Regions from separate parts of the Gossypium hirsutum genome. Here region 2 is linked to region 1. A link is a contact called in public Hi-C data. All regions are on one chromosome and are shown on one strand. The core of a region is the stretch at or near the end of the contact, and the rest is flanking DNA. Distances in the headings are between cores, read along the strand shown. Region 1 has its middle 27 kb from the start of LOC121219042. Region 2 has its middle 15 kb from the start of LOC107956742.

Region 1 (6,219 bases), core at 1,779-4,278:
CATTGTCTTATCTTGCTTCTTAACATTATGCAACATGCATCTATACTGCATTCTCTTAGTTTGTGAGTGAAGAGCAAATATTTGATTCAGCTTATTCCATATTTCAAAAGCAGAGTGCAGGCCAACCAGATGCGTATGCAGAGAAGGACTGACTGAGGACATCAACCATGACGCAAGAGCAGAATCTTGTTGCTCATAAGAAACAAAAGCAAGATTTTCTATTTGTACCCTTGAATCAGTACTAATCACCCTAGGAGGAATAGCTATAGTTACCTCTACATAACTTTGTAGCCTATGCGTTTTCAAGGTTAGGTAAACATGCTGTTTCCATGACAGAAAATTGCTTTCATCAATCAACAGAGATATTTTCTTGGTCAAAATGGCAGTAAATGATTTACTAACATCAGATCTAACTTCAAAAGTAGGATTCATAGTTTCATTATTCATCGATTCATTTTGTTCAGAATTATTGACAGACATCGCAGCCAAAGATCACTCAAGAACAAAGAATAGCTGAAGAACAAGAGATTCTGCTTACAGAGACATTTAATCAAACACACGGCAGATGCAAACCACAGCTAATTATCATCAATTCCGTAGATCTGATACCATGTTGAAAAGCTGCGTACATTATGAAAAAAATAACAACAGTGATGTATTCTGAAAGCAAATCATAAAAGATGAAGAAATCATGACATTTATGAATTAGAAAAATAACAGATAAAGAATAATAAGAAGAAGGAAAAATGAGAAACAAGCGAGAGAGATCTTGAGTGTAACACTCTATTTTTTATTCATCATTTTAAGCATAAGAATGAAGAGTAGCACCTAGGCTACTTATAGCAGTTCAGGTGTTCTAGATAATTTGTTAACAAAAATAACAAACAAATTACAGCTGTACCAGTAATAACAAACTTAATTCATAAGCCAGTATCAAGTATTAACAGAAATACTAAACCAGCACAAGCACCTTGCGAGTAAGCTATGTTGTGCTTAACTCAAACATATTATCGAACACCTGCATATCATTCTTACTGCCTGATAGTCGTCAATCTTGCTTGGCTCAACCAGTTCAAGTAGAAAACCCCCGCAACATTTCGAATTGACAAATAATATAGGTATTCTGGTATTCTGGTATTTTTGAGTTAATGCGCCATACGCTTGACAAATAATATAGGTATTCTGGTATTTGGGTCAGTGTACGACATCTATCTAAACTGTAAAAAAAATTAAAAAAAATGTCAACTTGCATTTCAATCTCTTTTTCATAAACCAAAGTCCTAAAAGTATTAAAATACAAGTATAATATACAATAATATAGAGGTTCTGTGGTTAACCCGACTCCAATAGAAGAATTTATCAACTGTCTAAAAATGGGTAAGCTCATCCCCTATACTGAACCCTTGTTAGGTTTCCCCCGTCTGTTGAAAATAATTTAACATGATTAATGGCAAGAAAATATTAATTTGGGCATTACAATACAATATAAAAGAATTTTTGGTTTACCTATTAACCAAAATGAACAAATTCAATCGAACTACTGAGGCTAAAAAAGGCATTTTGTACCAAGCCCACGATTAAAGAAAAAGTAGGCATCCTCCAATATCTTGCGACTTGTGATTCGTCGCTTGACACATTTTCATGTACAAGAATGCTAAGTCAGCAGCCCCCCATATATAATGCGCAGCTAGATAGAAATCCTGAAGCAACTAGAAATACATCAAGTGTACCATATTGTCGGATTTCCCAGGCATCAGCACATTTCCTAACAGATGTAAGATTTACGCTCTTGCATGACACATAAGATCATTCGTTGTAGCCTCTTTTGGAACAATTTCAAAATTTTTCCTCAACCATGTCATCTTCACTTCGTTTCCCTCCAAATTTCCTTTCTCCGGTATCTTGCCAAGCAGCTCTCCGTAGGTTTCAGCAGTCTTGACATTGCTTACATTGGTGACTGCAAAGCCATCTAGAGAAGCCCCAATTGGAGTGTAACACGTTCTAGTGTAGTTGTACACTCCTCGCATCACTAGTGGAAGGTATGCGTCTCAAGTCTCCACCATTCCACCAAATCAGATATCAATTCCCGGTTCAAATTATAACTCTCGATCCTAAAAAATTCAGCTACATCTAGGTCATGCCTTCTTGTTTTAAAAACACGGTCATAGGCATGCGAAAAGTTTGCTTATATAAAATTAATTATTAACGCTCATCTAAGTTATTATTATCAACAAATTTATGATGTTAAAAAAATATTTTACTATTTTAACAATATATAAAAAAAAGTGTGGTTCAAAACAGTCTGAGAACATGATGATGATGATGCCGTTTTTATAATCTGCAATAATGAATATATTTAAAATGTTTAGATATAAATATTTATATTTCAATGTTAAAAATTAAATACAGAATTTAAAATTTAATAGAATCTAACAAAATAGAATAATATTTGCATTATTCTTAAATTAAACTTTATTCTAATTTAACAATTTAGATTAAAAGAAAAAAAAACTTTGTTTCTAAATAGGTGAGGATGAGAAAGGTTGAGCCTTGAGAATTAAAAAACTAACAAATTTTTACTTTTTTTTAAAAATCGTGATATAATGTAAATATTTTGGGTTTTTTTATAGGGTTTAGGGTGTGAGAACTCGAGTAAAAAGGCTTTGATTTGACACTGCAATGTGATAAGTTTAAAATATACAAATTTTTTAGCACTTTTTAACTAATAATTCTTGCAAATTTCGAGTGCTTTTTAGCATATTCTTGTAATTTTATTACAAAATTTTGAATGTGGACAAAATTAAAGACAAATCTTTATTTTTCATTATTTATATGCTAAACTTACACAATTTTGTCAATTTGGAAAAGTTTGGTGCATCTAAAGAAAAGGCAGTTTTGGAAGTCACTTTTCGAGGCTCAAAATGATGTAGCATCCTTGTAGCACAAGCCATGCAGAGGAGGGTTGATTAATAATCAGCCTAGAACGCCCCAATTAAGGGAATAATGGGTCATGGACATGCTTGACCCAGCTCAAAAATTAGGCAGAAAATTGGACAGTCTGCTAATGAGGAAAGAGCTTGAAATTGCCCACTAAGGGAGAGTGGCCCAGTCGTCCATCAAAGAGCCCAAATGAGCCATCCAAAGCTGATTTAAATTTTTTAGAAAACATTCAAAAACTTTCTCAGAATGTCGTTCAACCCCCTCCTCCTTTCAAACATTATCTCTTATGCACCAAGCTAAAAAAAACAAAGTCATCAACACTCTTTCCTTAAAGCAAGGGTCGGCCATGGGGGAGATATTTTCAAGGATTCAATTTTCTAAAAATAGTCACTCCCCTCATGTATAGATAGGCCCCTTGCCGGTCACTCAAATCATCATTCATTCACTCACCTATCTCTCCCAATTTCCTCTTCATCTGCCCATCTTTTCTCTTCTCATTTGAGAGAAAAGCCACGAGAGTTTTAGAAAGCATTTCAAGATTTCTTGGAGCAGCAACATTCAGCATCTTGAAGGACTTTTGGTTGGCAGAACAAAGGAAAAGGAAGGAAGGGACGCGCAGTAGTCAGACTTCGAAGAAACATCAAATTTGTCTTCTAATTTCTTTCTCTTTATTCCTTTTGATTTATTTTGAATTTATGAACATGATTGCTAGTTATTTCGATGCTCCAAATTTAATTAAAATGACTTAAATTGTGTTTATGTTAGATTGATTGCATTCTATCCACCTAAATTATTAAAATTATGTTTTTGATATTATAGGCCTCGATTAATAATTCATTCAGATAAAAACATGTTTATGTTATTCTTGCATTATAATTGAGAGGATGAAATTGAATTAATTATTTAATCGGAATGAAATTATAATTAATGGACCCAATATCTGAATGGTACATGTTTAATATTTTATGGAGAATTATATTAAATGAGTGATAGTATTGACCAATATTATTGCCATGTAAAAGATTGATGTGATTAAAATTGTTTTGGTATAGTACTATACTGTTACTTCACTATATCTAATGCTTGCTTATGAAATTTATTAAATTGATTTAACATAGACATATGCTAGAAAGGTTTAATAAGTTCAATAAGTATGACTACATAGGCTAATGAATAACCGAGCTGCCATGGAATTATCCATAACATCATTAGCATTGCTTTAACAATTTTAAGTTAAAGAATAAGATTACTCTAACAAATTTAGGTCATATTAACTAAACTGTTTAAAGTCTTACTTTTACCTTGTTTTCACATCTTTAATTTAATTTGTTGCTTAGTTAATTCTAGTTTAGGTAGTAGCTCACTCCTCTTGAAATTAATCTTCTCAGAAATTTGCTTAAGTATTATTTCATGGTATTTGCCTATATACTCTTGATGGAGACAATACTCGATACTTATCATTTTATTACTTGTTAACGATTGTGTACACTGTACATTTTCGCGAACGACAATGTTAGGCTTGTTTGATGAGTTCTTAAGGCTTGGAAATTGCTCTTCCTAGCCTGGTTTCAACAATTTCAATCTGTTGTGATTCGACACAACAATTCAGGCCTATTTGGTGAGTTCTCGATACTTGAAAATCGGTTCAATTAGCCCTGTTTTTGGATCTGGTGCCCTAAGTGTAGTATTTTCGTCTAAGTACACTTGTAATTTTTTTAAACAGATTGGTTAATAAAATTATTCATAATTACATTAATACTTTTTATATTGTCCTCACATGGTTTTTGCACGCAAAGCAAAATGGAAGAAAATGTTGCTCACTGGTTGTCTAATGTTTAACTAATACTAAGCGGTATTATGTGGTCGGATCGTAATATAGAAAGACAACTTGTATTAGTAGATGAACCTAAACATGTCCTTAGTCTAATAAAAAATGAGCAAACCGATTGAAAGACTAATATGTCATCTATCAAGTCCAATTGAGGAGATGCCATGTCTTGGGCATCGGAGCGGATGACCCCCAGAAGATAGAGACATAAATGTGACTGACTAAACTGATAGTACATCAGACATGATCCAAGAAGAATAGATCTTGAATTTGATTATGAATTTATTCACTTGTGCTGTTCATAGTGTGACATACCTAAATCCTGAGCGGATGGTGGACTATGTATGCGTGACTCGTACACTTTGATATAAGTAAAAGCCTAAGTTCAAATAGATAAGGAACCGAAAGCTGGTGCGTTGGGTGTACAACTTTTATAGTACATAGCGTCATTCACAACAGTGGAATTCATAGCCCAAAACATGGGTAAATGATACCCTTTCATTGGAAATACATGGTTGATGAAAAGTAAATATGACCATGGGTCGTCTGTCTTTGTGATGGATGACTTGATCACTATTTGAGAGTGTTTGACTTTTCATGAAGGAAGATGTAATGGTTACCATGAGATAAAATAATATCATATTGGGAGAACGAATATTATCTCAAAGAGATCAATGATATCCTATGAGGGTAACACACTAATGACAAGGTCATTGGACGAGCATTAAGTAGTTGCTTTCGTAATGGTATGTCATTGGGGAAATATCAATCACAATACTATAGTAGAATGAATTTGAGACTAAATGAGTTTTTGATTAAAATGTGAAAAGCTAGAACTTGATTATAAATCATTTGAGCCTCAACCACATATGTCCAATTAGTCCCTTCGCTAGCTTGTTGAAACCAAAAATGAATTGCGTGTTTGAATAGAAATGAACGGAATGAATAGAAAAAGAGAAATGAGAAACATTTAGGAATGATTATGGTTTTTTCTGAAATGTAAGTTTCGAAAAATGAAAATGAAAACTTACATGGAAGAATGAGTTTATGTTTCTGGACTGTTTTGAAGCTTAAAAATAAAAATAAATCATTTAGTCATAGTGAAAATGTTGAGTTGTGAAATATTGAATGAATTTTCTCAAAATTTTATCAGGATAAAATCGTTAAAATTTTACTGAGGGTAAAATTGTCAAAATTTTATTGGGGTAAAATTGGGATGAAAAAATTATTTAATATGTAGATATTAAAGTTTAATTTGAGAAATTGAAAAACTTAATCAAGTATTACAAAGTACTGGTCAAAAGGCCCAAAAAGTACTCGTAATTGGATCCGATGTGAGAGAGGCCCAAAACCCTTCATGTAAGGAGGAGGGACAAGAAAACCTCTAGTATATTTAGCTAAGGTTGTCGCCCCCTATATCCTAGATAAACTAGGATATTGTTTTTTTAGTG
Region 2 (6,219 bases), core at 1,193-3,692, 370 kb after region 1:
AAAAGAAATAATATGAGTAAAAGAGGAAAAGAAAAAGTAACTGGAGTTGCTAAATTTTTACTGGACCAACAATCTCTCAAAGGAGCCCTAAATCCCCATCAATGTTTAAACTTGCGGCTCTCGAATCATCAAGAACATTTTGACTGGGATTTTGAGTAGAAAGAATAGTCGTCATCACCTCCATGGACTCTGTTAAAGGAATTCGTGCACTACCAGAAGATTTAAAACGATTCCCATGTCCCCAAAGAGCATTTGAATTCTTGTGGCTACCACAAATTTTATTATTTTTTATGTCACCCTTTCTATTTATAAAACCGGATTTGTCCACATCCGAACCTGAAACTAAAGCCAAACTCGGCTTCTCCGCTGACCGATTTCCAGATTTAGCATGTTGATCGGAAATAATATTTTTCTTAAAAGACACCGCAGAATATTTCCCGGGATCGAGGACGCCTTCGGAAATTTGGATTTCGACTCCTTCAGACACTTCGAAAGCTGGGTTAAAATGAGCCTTAACCCTTTCTAAATAACCAGACCCGAAACACCAAAATTCAAAGAATTTTGGTTATCACCTTCCGCGCCCAATCCAGTAATTTTAGAATTATCCTGCTCACTACCTGCACGTGCACAAGAAAAAGAAATATTAGCATTTGATTTGAAAATTGGGCCCTCATTGCTCTTACCGTTATTCTCCAATTCCATAGGCCTTTTTCCCAAAAATTTATCCAAGCTAATTTAGTATTCTGGCCCAAATCATTTGCTCCCAAGCTGTCCAAAGAAAAACTCTTAGCAGGCCCTAAAAGGTCTCCACGGCCCGAAGCACTCCTACGGCCTGCTTCAAAATAAGGCCCAGATTTCTTTTTAACACCCATATTAAACCTACCCTTATGACCCTCATCGCCGACAGCCCCTCTCTCCCTCACTTTCTCCTGCGAAAAATCTCCATTAGCCACCCTCAAATCACTCCCCAAATCTCCAACCTGATTAAACGCCGAAAAACTAGATCCAAAAGAATCATTTCCAGATTTTTTTCGCGCCGCTAGCCTGATGAACGCGTTGGCCACGCCTCGCCTTTCGTTCCACCAACATCCATGGTCCGAACTCCGGCCTCTTATCACCAACATCCACTGAAACCGGACACATATATAATAACGCAAATATGTTAGAATCATATCTCTTACAACAAAAAAACAATAAAGAAAAGACAGAAAGAAAGAAAGAAACAATCAACTATCATTATCAAAAGAGAGAATAAGCAACAACAAAGTGGAAAAAGAAGCCATAATAGACTTGAATAGCATATGAAAATAACATTTATGAAGTCGCCTCATTTATGAAAAATCTATACAACAAAAAACTTAAAATGTTATTCCTTAATAGCTAATAGAAAAGAATTTATTTCTTAATTCAAAAGAAAAGAAGAAGAGAATTTTGTTTCTATAACTTTTGAAAAAAGATAAAATTTGTGTTTATTATTTTCTCATGTTTAAGTTATTATAAGGATATATATATAAAAAAATTAGGTTTTGCGTTTGCATTATTTTTATATATAAAATTATTATAATTTTTTCACATTTACAATTTATTTTGTGTTGATTCTAACACATTTTATCTTTATGTTGTGCTCATGAAAATTTTTGCAACATTTTTATGTTCATACTATTATTCGTGTAACTTAAATAGGTAAATTTACAAATAAATTTCTTATGTTAAGTTAGCTTATTTCATACCAGTTTTGACATATTCATATATTCATATTATATGATAATTATATAGTTTGTTAGAGTGATTCAATATAAAAATAATAATAATGTGTTCATATCTTGTGTATTCATTTCATATTTAATAACTAGTTGTTATAGTAATTTCATTTAGAGAGAAAAAATAAATAAATGTTTGTACTATTTTTGCGTTATCTTGTGTTGCAAATTTTAGAAATTTTTAATAAGGTAACTCTGGAAATTTGTATATGTATATAAATATATTATGGGTTAGTATTTTTTTTTATTCTACAAGTAATCTTAAAAGTTTTATCATATGTGTTTTCTTTTAAAGATTTATTTTTTAATATTATACTATACCCTATAGTACATTTACCAATCTCTAATCCTGTTTGTGGAGTCTAAAAACTCTTTTAAAAATGTATCAAATATTATTCTATATATTATTACTTAAAATTGAATAATTATATATACAATATATTTATATAAATATTTATATTTTAAAATTTTAATTTTAATTTTAATTTTCTAAAGTTCCATTAAAAGTTAGAAAAAAAAACAATTATCTTTGGGTTGCAGAAATATTGGGCCTGGCAAGCAATCCATGTGGCCTTGAGGTGGTGACGAGTGAAAAGTCTTCTTCCCTAGGCTAAGGAGATAGGTTTGGGACCAGAATTAGGGTAATTTAAGGTCTAAGGACCGCTGCTGGTCCATGGTATTGGTTCTCACATGGAGCACGCACCCTGTACATGGTATTCCCCTTCTATGCGTCATGCCTTGCATTACGTGTTGGTGCATGGAAAATTCAAATTTGTTTGGTGGGCCTTCTTCGTTTTTATTCATAAGGTCCGATTTCTGACTTATGATCCAATATATGGTCAGTGGGTGGGACTCACATATCCATTAGTTGAAAGTCTACCGTTTCCATTGTTGGATGTGTTTGATGAATTAATTAAAAAAAAAAAACCTTCAGATAGATTTTTCTCGTTTCCAATGAAATCAAACATTTCAAGTCACTCTTTTGTCTTGATTAAGAAAGTGATGGTGTCGACAAAAGAGTGATGGAGGTAAAGATGGAAGGTGGTTTAAATTGAAGTGTTAGTTTCAAGTAGTTTTTTTTATAATAATTAAAATGTAATTTCATCATTATAATATTTTATATTTATATAATTTTTAAAAGGATTAAATCAAAATTTTATTAATTTTAGAAGTCACATTAAAATTTTACCATGTGTTAACTTATAAATTTATAAATTTTAGATTACACTAAAAAACAACCCTTTTTTTTATCAAGAAACTATAAGAAGTTTTAATACGATATTTTATGTTCAGAGTCTTCTTGAAGACAAAGGGATTATTATAAAATTTTGCCATAAGTCCCCTTGAACAAATGTTGTGATAGAGGGAAATGCAGTGCAAAGATTTGTATAATACACAATTTGAGTGGGTTTTTTTTAACAATTATAATTTAAAATCAAAATATCTTTAAAAATATAAATACTCGATTAATAAATCACATTTTAATATTCGATTTGATGTAAGTTAGATGAGTATATATTAAGTATGAAATATAGACAAGAAAAAGAAAAAGGGAAAATGATTTCATTGGCTTTAAATCAAGTGGACAGTCTTAAAAAAGATGTTTATATGATGTCTCTTTCTTTTTAGGGTTCACATTTTCAATTATTTTGCGGGGGTTGGCGTTGAACATATATATTTATGTTGGATACTTGTTTTTGAATTTAGATATTATGATGAGGAAGAAATTAATGCAAGTCTCCCAATATTCCATATAGCTGTAATTTCAGAGGCTTTTGTCCATGTTATCTCATGTGTTCAATTTTGTAATGGGGTATGCTTCACATTAATTCACGTTCTGGTTTCCCCTACAAACTTTGCTCATCTTATGCTAAGATTTGATTCCCACATTTATTTTATTAGTTACAGTTTTTACGGTTAAGATTAAGTTGAACCCGGTTTGGTTGATTCCCTTGAGTAAACCAGTGATTAGAGTCAAAGAGATTTTCTTTTTACATTTAAAATTATCAAAGATTAGATCTTAGCAAAACAAAAAACTCAATTAGTTTATACCGTTATTTTTTAATAAAAGATATTTAAAAAATTGCATTTAGGACTCAATCCCTTCAAATTCTCTGACCACTTTTTAAAGAAAATCAAATTTCGCAGCAGTGTCGGGTTTAAGTTCAGCTCCACCCCATTTTTGTTTCTTAAATTTATAGAAAATGACCTAATAACTAATATTTTCTTATAATTTTAAATTTTATAATATATATTTTTTTATTTTTTTGTAAAAATTGACATATGTGCAATATTATATAAAATTTCGAAATGAATGGAGATAAAGGCCGACAACACAATTTTGGGATTAAAGGCAAAAACAAAATGGAGGGGAGCAAAAACTATAACTGTAAATTAACAGAGTATTCAATCAATGATTTATGATTAGTTAGGTTTTTGTGTATTTATGTTCATTACTAAGTTAAATAAAAATATATAAATAAAAACCCCATGTGATGACCTGATAATTAAGAGTATTTATTATTCTAAATGTGGTCTGGGTTCGAATTGCACTAATTGTATTTATTATTTGAACTTTGCACTGTTATTATAATTCACTATATATATATAAACAAATTTTTCGACTCGTTTATTAAATGAACAAAAAGGTTGACTTGAACACATGTTTTACATTAGGTTGTAACGTGACCAACTGAATTTCTCCTTGGGGGAATCCACCACATTCACATGGCCTCGAACAAGGAAATTAAAATGGTAATTAAAATTAATTAATATTAGGACGGCTATGATGAGTCTTGAGCAAGGATCATCCCTTGCCTTACTCTCTCTAAACCATCACCGCCCCTCCATAATACCTTCCACATAATATATGTGTTTGTACTGCAACCAGAAACACATTAATATGTGTATATATATTTATCGGGAGTTTAACCCTCTTCGCACTTAAAACATTTCTTCTTGTAGTATTAACCATTAATAAATTGATAATGTGTCTGTTTTATTTAGTTATTTACCAGTTTTTAGAGGATTAAAAAAGCATGGAAATGCAGGTAGGCTGTTCATTTACGTGGCAATGTGCATGAATCTTGTTCATGCTCAGACAAACACGTAGTCATTCATTTCCATGCAACAACATAGACCCGGTAATGATATTTGTGTATTATTTCTTGAATTATATAATTTATTTTCTTTTTTGCGTGATGCGGCAATTAATCGAGTATAATATTTTTTTATAAAATATTTATAATTATTTATAATCTTTTTCAACTTTAAATAAGAGAATAAATGTCCACTTAAATTCACATTTTCTATTCTGGAAACAAGATATATATCAATTGAATTAAGACTCAATCGACTATAATAATTAACTATGTTAATTGAGTGTAAATAAATGAAAATATAAACTTACACTAAATTTTGTTATGAAAAATAGAGAATTCAAATTTTAAATATTTTTAATCTAATAAAACAATAATGGTCATTAAAGCTACGTAAAAAGATCTATTTTTTTAAACAAGACATTAATAGCCTTACCTTTTAATTTAATTAATTGAAATTAGTGTTAAATGCTACTAAGATAGATGAAAAATGATAAGTAATTATGGGAAAAGGGGTTAATTTATGGGTATATGCCCTTTTTTTATAAAATTCAAAAAAATTAGGTTTTTTTTATATTTATACCATTATTGGAGAGAAAAAGTGAAAATGTGTTATGTAGGACGCACTTTCAACTATGTCAGCAGAAAATGTGCTATATAGGAGGTGTTTTCATTAAAAATTGGCGACTTAGCTTTTTTGGTTAAATGGTTAAATGTTAGTACTTTTGTCATTGAGTCTCAAGTTCAAGTCCTACATATTTGCATTTTTATTTCAAGTTGTTTCAAGCTTTTTTTTAATTAATATTTTTAATATATTAGCCCTTTTGGTTAAATGATTAAATAATTGTGATTTTATTTTTGAGTTCTGGGTTCAGCTTATCTTATAAGCATTTAATATGTATTTTTCATTTCATGTTGTTTCAAGCTTTTTTATTTTTAATTAATGTTTATAATTAATAAATATATTGTTTCAAGTTTTTTATTTTAAATTTATCTTTTTAATTAATAACTCTTTTATTTATAAAATCAAATAATTATTGTAAATATCATTATTTTTAGTAAATATAATTTTTATGTGTAATATTTATTTTTCAATACATATTAGAAATCACCATACCCATAATATAGGTGGAGAAAATACATATTTGACATATAAATATTATATATAAAGAAAAATATATCAAAAGAATTAGTTGATTTTTTTTAAATAATTGCATATTTATTATTTGATTTATAAATAAAAGAGTTATTAATTAAAAAAACTTGAAAACAATATATTTATTAATTATAAACATTAGCTAAAAAAAGCTTTAAACAGAAAAAAAAAATACATATTAAAATGCTTATAAAAGGAATTGAAC

The links. Hi-C and Micro-C count contacts between places; a contact is called where the count stands out from the background.
Region 2: a contact with region 1 is called in a Hi-C map of leaf, with 2.0 times the contacts expected there. The contact joins two enhancer-like sites. A contact is called at or near these places in 3 of 34 Hi-C or Micro-C datasets (hypocotyl and leaf).

What each region holds. Positions count from the first base shown.
Region 1 is chrD07:28,827,358-28,833,576 of Gossypium_hirsutum_v2.1, forward strand. No RefSeq gene overlaps it. Among protein-coding and RNA genes, the nearest start is that of LOC121219042, 27 kb to the left of the region's middle. Within about 2 kb of position 3,029, at least 7 of the 9 cell types and tissues checked have an H3K27ac peak or open chromatin away from gene starts, as enhancers often do. A contact at or near this core is called in hypocotyl and leaf, where this site is marked.
Region 2 is chrD07:29,198,344-29,204,562 of Gossypium_hirsutum_v2.1, forward strand. No RefSeq gene overlaps it. Among protein-coding and RNA genes, the nearest start is that of LOC107956742, 15 kb to the left of the region's middle. Within about 2 kb of position 2,443, at least 5 of the 9 cell types and tissues checked have an H3K27ac peak or open chromatin away from gene starts, as enhancers often do. A contact at or near this core is called in hypocotyl and leaf, where this site is marked.